2 separate regions of the Cricetulus griseus genome follow, and region 1 is linked to region 2. The links are chromatin contacts, called in public Hi-C maps. All regions are on one chromosome and are shown on one strand. Each heading gives the region's core, a stretch centred on a gene start, on an enhancer-like site or on the middle of the called end of the contact. The rest is flanking DNA. Distances are from core to core; before and after follow the strand shown. Region 1 overlaps Nav1 (neuron navigator 1). Region 2 overlaps Nav1 (neuron navigator 1).

Region 1 (3,484 bases), core at 25-2,524, 120 kb before region 2:
ACCTTAATTACTTCCAAAGTTTCAGAACCCACACGAGCGGTGTGGGACCAGGGCAGGGCAACTGAGAACTGAATGGACACCTCACCTCTGGAGTGGCTTTTGCTGAGTGGCTGGGTGAGTTGCAAGCCCCCCAGGATGGGCAGACGTGAGCCAAGAGGGGGCCTGAAAGCATCTGCCAACCTATGACATTAAGGACAAAAATGACCTCTCCTGTAAGTTCACAGAAGGGAGTCAGGGCTGCTGTGACTCCTGGCCTCAACTCTTTTTTCACCATCCCGTGCTGTGGGCTGGGATGGAGGCTGAGATATATCTGCAGAAGAGGTAAATCACAGCCAGAATTAACCACAGGGGACGGCCTGGGCCTGGATTCATGTAGAAATCCAGGCCAGCCTAAAGGACCTGGAAACAGGAGGGACTGAGCCCCCCTGCATCTGTTTCTCTTTCACAACCCCCTCTCAACAACTCTCTGGAGGGAGAAAATTCCCTGACCCTATTGATCCCAGCACATGGTTCAGATCTTTACATTCTGGAAAACTATCACAATTTCAGCTTCTAAAAAGAGTCCAGCTCCAGCCACTGGGCCACTTTCACCCACTGCAACAGTGGAAAAAGACACTGGGGACTTTCCCCACATGACTGCCAGTATTTGTTGAGCAGTACTTTGTGTTTTAGTGGGTCAAATGTCTCTGGGAATTGGAATCTTTTCTTCCTTTTCCTCCACTCCAGGACATAAGTCTACCAACTCCAGCAAGAGCAGGAGGCCACCCCAGTGCACTCCTGGTCTAAGGGCACATTCCAGGGTACCCCAGAGGTGCTCAAGTTAAGCTAGGCAGTTCTGTAGGGTCTGCACCAGTCATCTTGCACTGGAGTCATTCCCACCCCTGCACTGTCCTACACCGTGGCGGGGAAAGTGTTAAAAGCTGACAGGTGACCCAGTATACAGATCTCCTTTGCCCTAGGGTAGAGCACAGCAGCTTGTCTGAAGGGTAACTCCATCCCTTCCCTATACCCCTTTGCAAATCATCTGTTGACCCCAGAGGTCATATAAGGATGCTGGGTGGGCAGGCCTCCAGGCCTGCAGACACTCCACTGTCGTAGAGCACGCAGGCGGGGACTATTTATTCTGTTACTAATCCTATCATTCCACTCACCCCCCCCCCCCCCCGCAACTTAAGTCACAATATTGTCAGAGGAGGCGTCACCAAACCCTGCGGTGAAGCAAATGCTATGCTTGTATCTGCTCAGCACTCCTGCTCCCTAGAGCCACTCCCAGGGAGTTTCTCTTTACCCTCGAGAACCACACAGGCAGTGAGTGGGCAGGCTGGAGTCCTGCTGGGTGCTGCACGAGGCACCGGAAAGCCAGGACTAAGAAATGCATTGGCCGTATGGGGGTGTTATACAAGAACTAGGAACTACAAACAAATCTGGGGCTAAACAGAGAAGTGGGCATAGGCATTACAGTCTGGAATTGCCAGGCAGGAGTTTCCCCGGTTCATGGGCAGTTTTAATTTTCAATGAGGGAAAAATCCCAAGGGGACATACCAACCAGCTGTGGAACCTGGGTAAGTGACTACTTCTTGGGCCTCAGTTTCCTAGTCTATAAGTAAGGGAGCTGTGTAGACAACACTTAAATTCTGGCAGTCTGGTCCTGTGCTCTCACATAGGTAGAGGACCCCTCCCCACCAGCTTGGGCTGTCTGATCTTTGTGCCTGGCTGAGGTCTGTAAAAACTCCTACTTTTAAACATAGATGCCAGGGTGTCACCCCCAATTTCTGGTTCAGCGGCCTAGAGGAATCTGTTGTACTGCCAGATACTAAATCAGGTGATGTGATTGGAGGGTCCTATTTTGGGAAATCCTTGCATTTGATTGCACGCTTTGAGAACAGGATACCCCTCAAAAGACTAGGGCTCAACATCCCTGTTCAAGGTGATGGGGAAATACCTTTGGTACAAATCGGCTCTCTGTTGTCTGCTACATCTTTACGTTTCTGGTAAGACAGCCACCAAAACCTTACTCCTCCATATTGTAGCCAGGGGATGCCAACCTCATTCATCTTGTCGTGTCTCTATGCTTGTTGCAGAGAAGAACCACACGGGGGCGCTATGGGTCCTTGGCCGCCTGCAGCCTTGCTGATGCCGCAATGCTGCAAGATGGGCAGCTGTCTGGCTCTCTGGCTTGGGAGAAGCTGCCTCGGCATTCTGCTTAGGATTGCTTCCTTGCAGGCTCTGCACTCCTGGGATAGACATGCTTCTCCATACCGATAGCCCCCTGTCCTGGCTACGTTAGCACACTTGGAAAAGAGCCTAGCGTCGGCATCATCAGCTTTGCTGAGCCATCTACCCAGGCAGTACCTACCCTGTTCCTGGGGACAGTTTAAGAGTAGAGCCTGATCTACAGGGATTATTCAAACCAGCCCGAGGTAGAAATAGGCTCTGAATACCCATGGGCCTTTGGCAAGCTCATATTCAGAGCCAAAGTTTGAGAGAGAATTCAGCTTGCCTTTCAACTCCAGTACCCTGGGTAAGTGGGTGGGTTTCAAGTCTGTTCTCTGGAAGTCTCACTTCTGCTCTTTTAAAGTGTGCTTGAAGCAGGTGGCTTTCCAGGGGAGGTGGGAGGACAGGCTCCTTCTATCATGCCTCATCAATGTCCTTTTGGAGAGAAAGGAGATCCCTGCAGTGATCTGAAGGCAGCAAGGGAACTCCACATGGTTGGCTGCAATGGGAGTGTGGCTCAGCTTCATACAGCCTGGTGTACAAGCACAGCCTTGGCAGAGAATTTGGGGAGGAGGTAAGCTTACAGGCCCAGGGGACAGTTACTTCTCAATGACTAGCACTTACATCCCCTTGGGGAAGCCCTGGCTAGGTCAAGGATAGTGAGTACTGTGGGCCAAGGGACCAGAAGAGGGCTCCGGCCTTTAGCCCTGTTTGCAATGAGTATTAGTTGTAATGTCCCTTTTCTTTTCCTTTCTTTCTTTGTTTTTTGTTTGTTTTGTTTTGTTTTTGAGACAGAGTTTCTCTGTGTAGCCCTGGCTGTTCTGGAACTCGCCCCATAGACTAATCTGGCCTCCAACTCAGAGATCTATCCTGAGAGTGCCTCCTGAGTGCTGGGATAAAAGGTGTACACCACCATGACCTGCTGGGTCTATCTGTTTCTATTACACTTCTAGAGAAATCCTACTACCATCCCTTTTCCTTTGACCATCAGGTTTTAGGATAAGAGAGGATTCTAAAGATTTGATGCTAGGCTGGGCTTGTGGGCCGGCCTCCAGCAGAGGATGGACTAAGCATCTCAGCCACACAGGCAGGTGGCTCGATACTCAGGGCAGGCCCAGACCCTCCTGTCTGGTGAACCTCAAGATTTACTGGAAATGTTTCCTATTTTAACAATGCCCAGAGCCTTCATGTGACACCCCTGCTCAGATAATGTTGATGATGTCTCTTCTGCAGCTGCGGCTGGGAAGCCAGCGTGGTTGTTATAGCAACA
Region 2 (3,413 bases), core at 797-3,296:
AAACTATGAGACAAAACAACAAAAACCCTTCTATAAGCTACTATTTGTCAGGTATTTGGTTCTAGCCACAAGAAAATAACCCATACAGATAGCAATACTTACCAAGCACTTAGTGTGTGAGTCCCTTCACATGTGTTACCCTTTCTGACAAGTATCTATTCCTGACAAAAACACACCAGGATGTGAACCGTCAATTTCTCTGTTTGACAGAATGACAAATCCCAAAGATGTTCATTCTTTATTGTTCAAGCTGTGGATGTCAGCAAAAATGACAAAGGGGCCTTGCAGATGTTCGAGGTCTTAAGAGGGGAGTGAATTCTAGACTATCCAGGTGGACCCAATCTTATCACACAAGTCCTGAAAAACCAGAGCCTTTCCCTGCTGCACTCAGAGGGACAAATGCCTGGGGCTTGTCTAGTTCTCACTGATTTTGGAAGAGGAGGAAGAGCCTACGGCCAAAAATGCAGCTGGCCTTTAGAAACCAGCAGGGACAATGACTGGAGAATCCAGAAGGACATCCTCTACAGATATCTTGATTTTTATCTTAGTTCTGGGGATGGAACACAAGTATTTACACATGCTAGGCAAGTGCTACGCCATTGAACTATATCTGATTTTATTCAGCAATACATTTTGGGCTTCTGATACCCTGGGCTATAAGAGAACACATTGTGTTGTTTAAGCCATTCAGTTTGTGGTCCTGTTTTTTTTTTTTTTTTTTTTTTTTTTTTTTTTTTTTTTTATAGGAGCAGAGGACAACACTCCATTCTCTCTATAGTGAGGGGTGAGGGTGAAGACTGAGAGGGGTCCAAGCAGAAGTGCAGGAGGTATGGGGGCTCACCTTGAGCCAGCCGTCTCACAGCACGGACTGTCCCACACAGAGTGCTGGGCCCTTGAGACTTGTCTGCAAGCACAGCCTCTGCCATCACAGCTCCAGCTCACCACAGTCACATCTGCCTTCCACAGCTCTTGCAACACCACCTCGTTCCACCCTTACAGCGGTCCACTGAAATAGGAACCTACCCTCATTTGTAGATGGAGACCTGACGACCCAAGAGCTCCTGCATCCAACTCTAGACTCCGGTTCTTCCTTACCTCATTGAAGAGGGGTCCTAGAATACTTGGAGCAGAGATTTAGGGTACCACCACCCCATTAATGTAGGAGTTAGGAGTCTCAGGTCCTCTGGTCAAGTTTTAGCAAATTTTTCAGGGCTGAGCTACACTACAGAAAAACATGTTGGGCCAATAACAACCGATAAACTGACACTATGTCATCCAATCTGGCTTCCCGAATCCAGAGGCTCTCCAAGTTCTGAGGGTAAGCCTTTCCTGCTACTGAGGGCACACAGGGAGAATGTCACTAGGGCTCACACTCTAGGCCTGCACCCTCAGATTTTCCTGTCACCTTGTAGACTGTCGCTCCCCACCCCATTGTCCCATTGTCCTCTGTGAGGGCTACACTACAAGATCAAGACAGCTTAATCAGGGCCCAGGCCACCCCTAAATCTCACAACCCTCTATCCTGGCAAGACTTGTTTGCTAAGCATGCTCCCCCACGGGACCTCGCTGACCTAGCCCTCACCCTGAGCTGTTGTTAACCTCATTTCAAAAGAGGAGACTGATGCTAAGACAGATTTCAAACTGCTTTCACCATCATTGGGGACTTGGACCAAGGCACTGACCTCAGAATCCATCTACCTTTCTGCTGCTTTGACTATATGCCTGTTGACAAACACTAGAGACAGAACCTACCCCGCCCCAGAGCATCTGCTCACCTCCATCACCCCCCCAGGCCAGGAAACACTAAGAGCAAGCTGAGAACCCCATCCCAGCTGAAACAGAAAGAGAAAGCTACCTTCTGCTTTCACACATTACCAAAATGACCTATGTAAGATTATACCCTCAGCTACACTCAGAGGAGCCTGAGAACTCTGAGAGTATGATGTATAGCACTCCCTCAGTTCTCCAGCCCTATCCAGCTGAGAGGCAGCTGTGTCCCAGACCAGGGACCACTACTAAGCCACACCTGGCTGGCTAACTCCATGCAGTCCAGGCCTCAAGCCTTAGGCAGCCCAGCTGCCGAGGAGTGGCTGTGATGGGGGAGTGAGTCATGGGGCCTGGAATCCCAACTTTTCCAGGACTTCATTCCTCCCAGCCAACTCTACATCTGCCCTCCAGATGTCTGCACTTCAGAAACACCCTCTGTCCACAAGGACCCAAGTTCTGGGGTACACTTAACCTTAGGGAAACACCCTGGGAGCTACTAGGTACCTCCATAAGCAGGGGCCACTCAGTCATTCTTACATGTCACTGGTCACACTCAGTGTGTGGTTTTCCACAGAACTGTGCTTATTGACTAAGGCATAGGAAGCTGCTGGAGGAAATACAGCCCCTACCTGCAGAGATCTCCCAATCTGGTGACCAAGACACTGCCACTCTGAGACAAGTGGGGACCACACCCCTAGACCTCAAGTCAGCAACTGTGGAAGAGTCAGGGCTGCAGTAGGACCATCTCTATCCCCGGAGAACTTCCAAAGTCTAGAGATAAAGGAATCAGAAGAAAAGCTTGGGAACAAAGGTGGAAGAGAAATAAGTCTATTTTTCTATAATGCCTACTATATGCCAGTCTCATATATGTTCAGTCTTCATAGCGCTCGAAGTCCTCTCATTCAGTCACAGCTAGTAAGAGCAGACCCTTGATGGAAAGTCAGGTGGGACCACACCCTGCCTCTGGGTGGCCCTGTGACTGCACATTTATCTCTTCCTGTGTTATCATCTAGACTAGGAGCCAGTTCATCTTCCCATCCATATCCTCTAATATTAAATATCGCTACATCTAGGACAGTGCCCTGACCATATTCCACAGCAACCAGATGGTCTGTCCACGTAAAGACAAGAGAAGGATCCTAGAAGAGCTCTCATCTTTCTGCTAGAGGAGCCCTCACAGTGTAAGGGCAAGCTGTGGTCTGGGCAGGGCTGTTGGGGGGTCCCTGGGAGAGAAGGCTCAGGATAATGAAAAGGCCCCAGCCCAATGTCTCGGTAAAGCTGTGGCTTAGGGTCTCTAGAAAAAGCAATGGTTGGAGGCACACAATAGGGGAGCCTGTAGGGGTGGGGTGGGGTACAAGGGGGTGCTGCAGAGCCCCTTGAGCCCACTGCCTGCTCTGTAGCACCTGGCCTAGAAAGCAGCTTGGCCTGTCCATCACTGTAGCAGAGCCGGGGAGACCCAGCTTATGGCATAGATCCACAGACCCCAAAGTGTTTGCAGTTCCTCCATTCCCAAGAGGTCTGCAGAGAGGGAAAGAGAAATACAGACACATGGTCACAGATACGGGTTTATAGAGACAGCAGTTTCTAAGGGAACAGCAGCTTGGGACTTGAAGCAATAGGAGATGGGATTTCACTAAATGGTTGCC

The links. A called contact is a pair of places that touch in the nucleus more often than the background predicts.
Region 1: a contact with region 2 is called in a Hi-C map of fibroblasts, with 4 times the contacts expected there. The contact joins two enhancer-like sites. A contact is called at or near these places in 6 of 8 Hi-C or Micro-C datasets (the CHK-Q cell line, the CHL-YN cell line, the CHO-K1 cell line and 2 more).

What each region holds. Positions count from the first base shown.
Region 1 is chr5:53,712,166-53,715,649 of CriGri-PICRH-1.0, reverse strand. The region is part of intron 4 of Nav1 (neuron navigator 1); the gene reads right to left. The region is part of intron 2 of LOC103163026 (a long non-coding RNA gene); the gene reads left to right. Among named protein-coding and RNA genes, the nearest start is that of Ipo9, 110 kb to the left of the region's middle. Within about 2 kb of position 1,274, at least 1 of the 6 cell types and tissues checked has open chromatin away from gene starts, as enhancers often do. A contact at or near this core is called in fibroblasts, where this site is marked.
Region 2 is chr5:53,590,969-53,594,381 of CriGri-PICRH-1.0, reverse strand. All of the region lies in intron 1 of Nav1 (neuron navigator 1), which reads right to left. Among named protein-coding and RNA genes, the nearest start is that of Nav1, 21 kb to the right of the region's middle. Within about 2 kb of position 2,046, at least 2 of the 6 cell types and tissues checked have open chromatin away from gene starts, as enhancers often do. A contact at or near this core is called in fibroblasts, where this site is marked.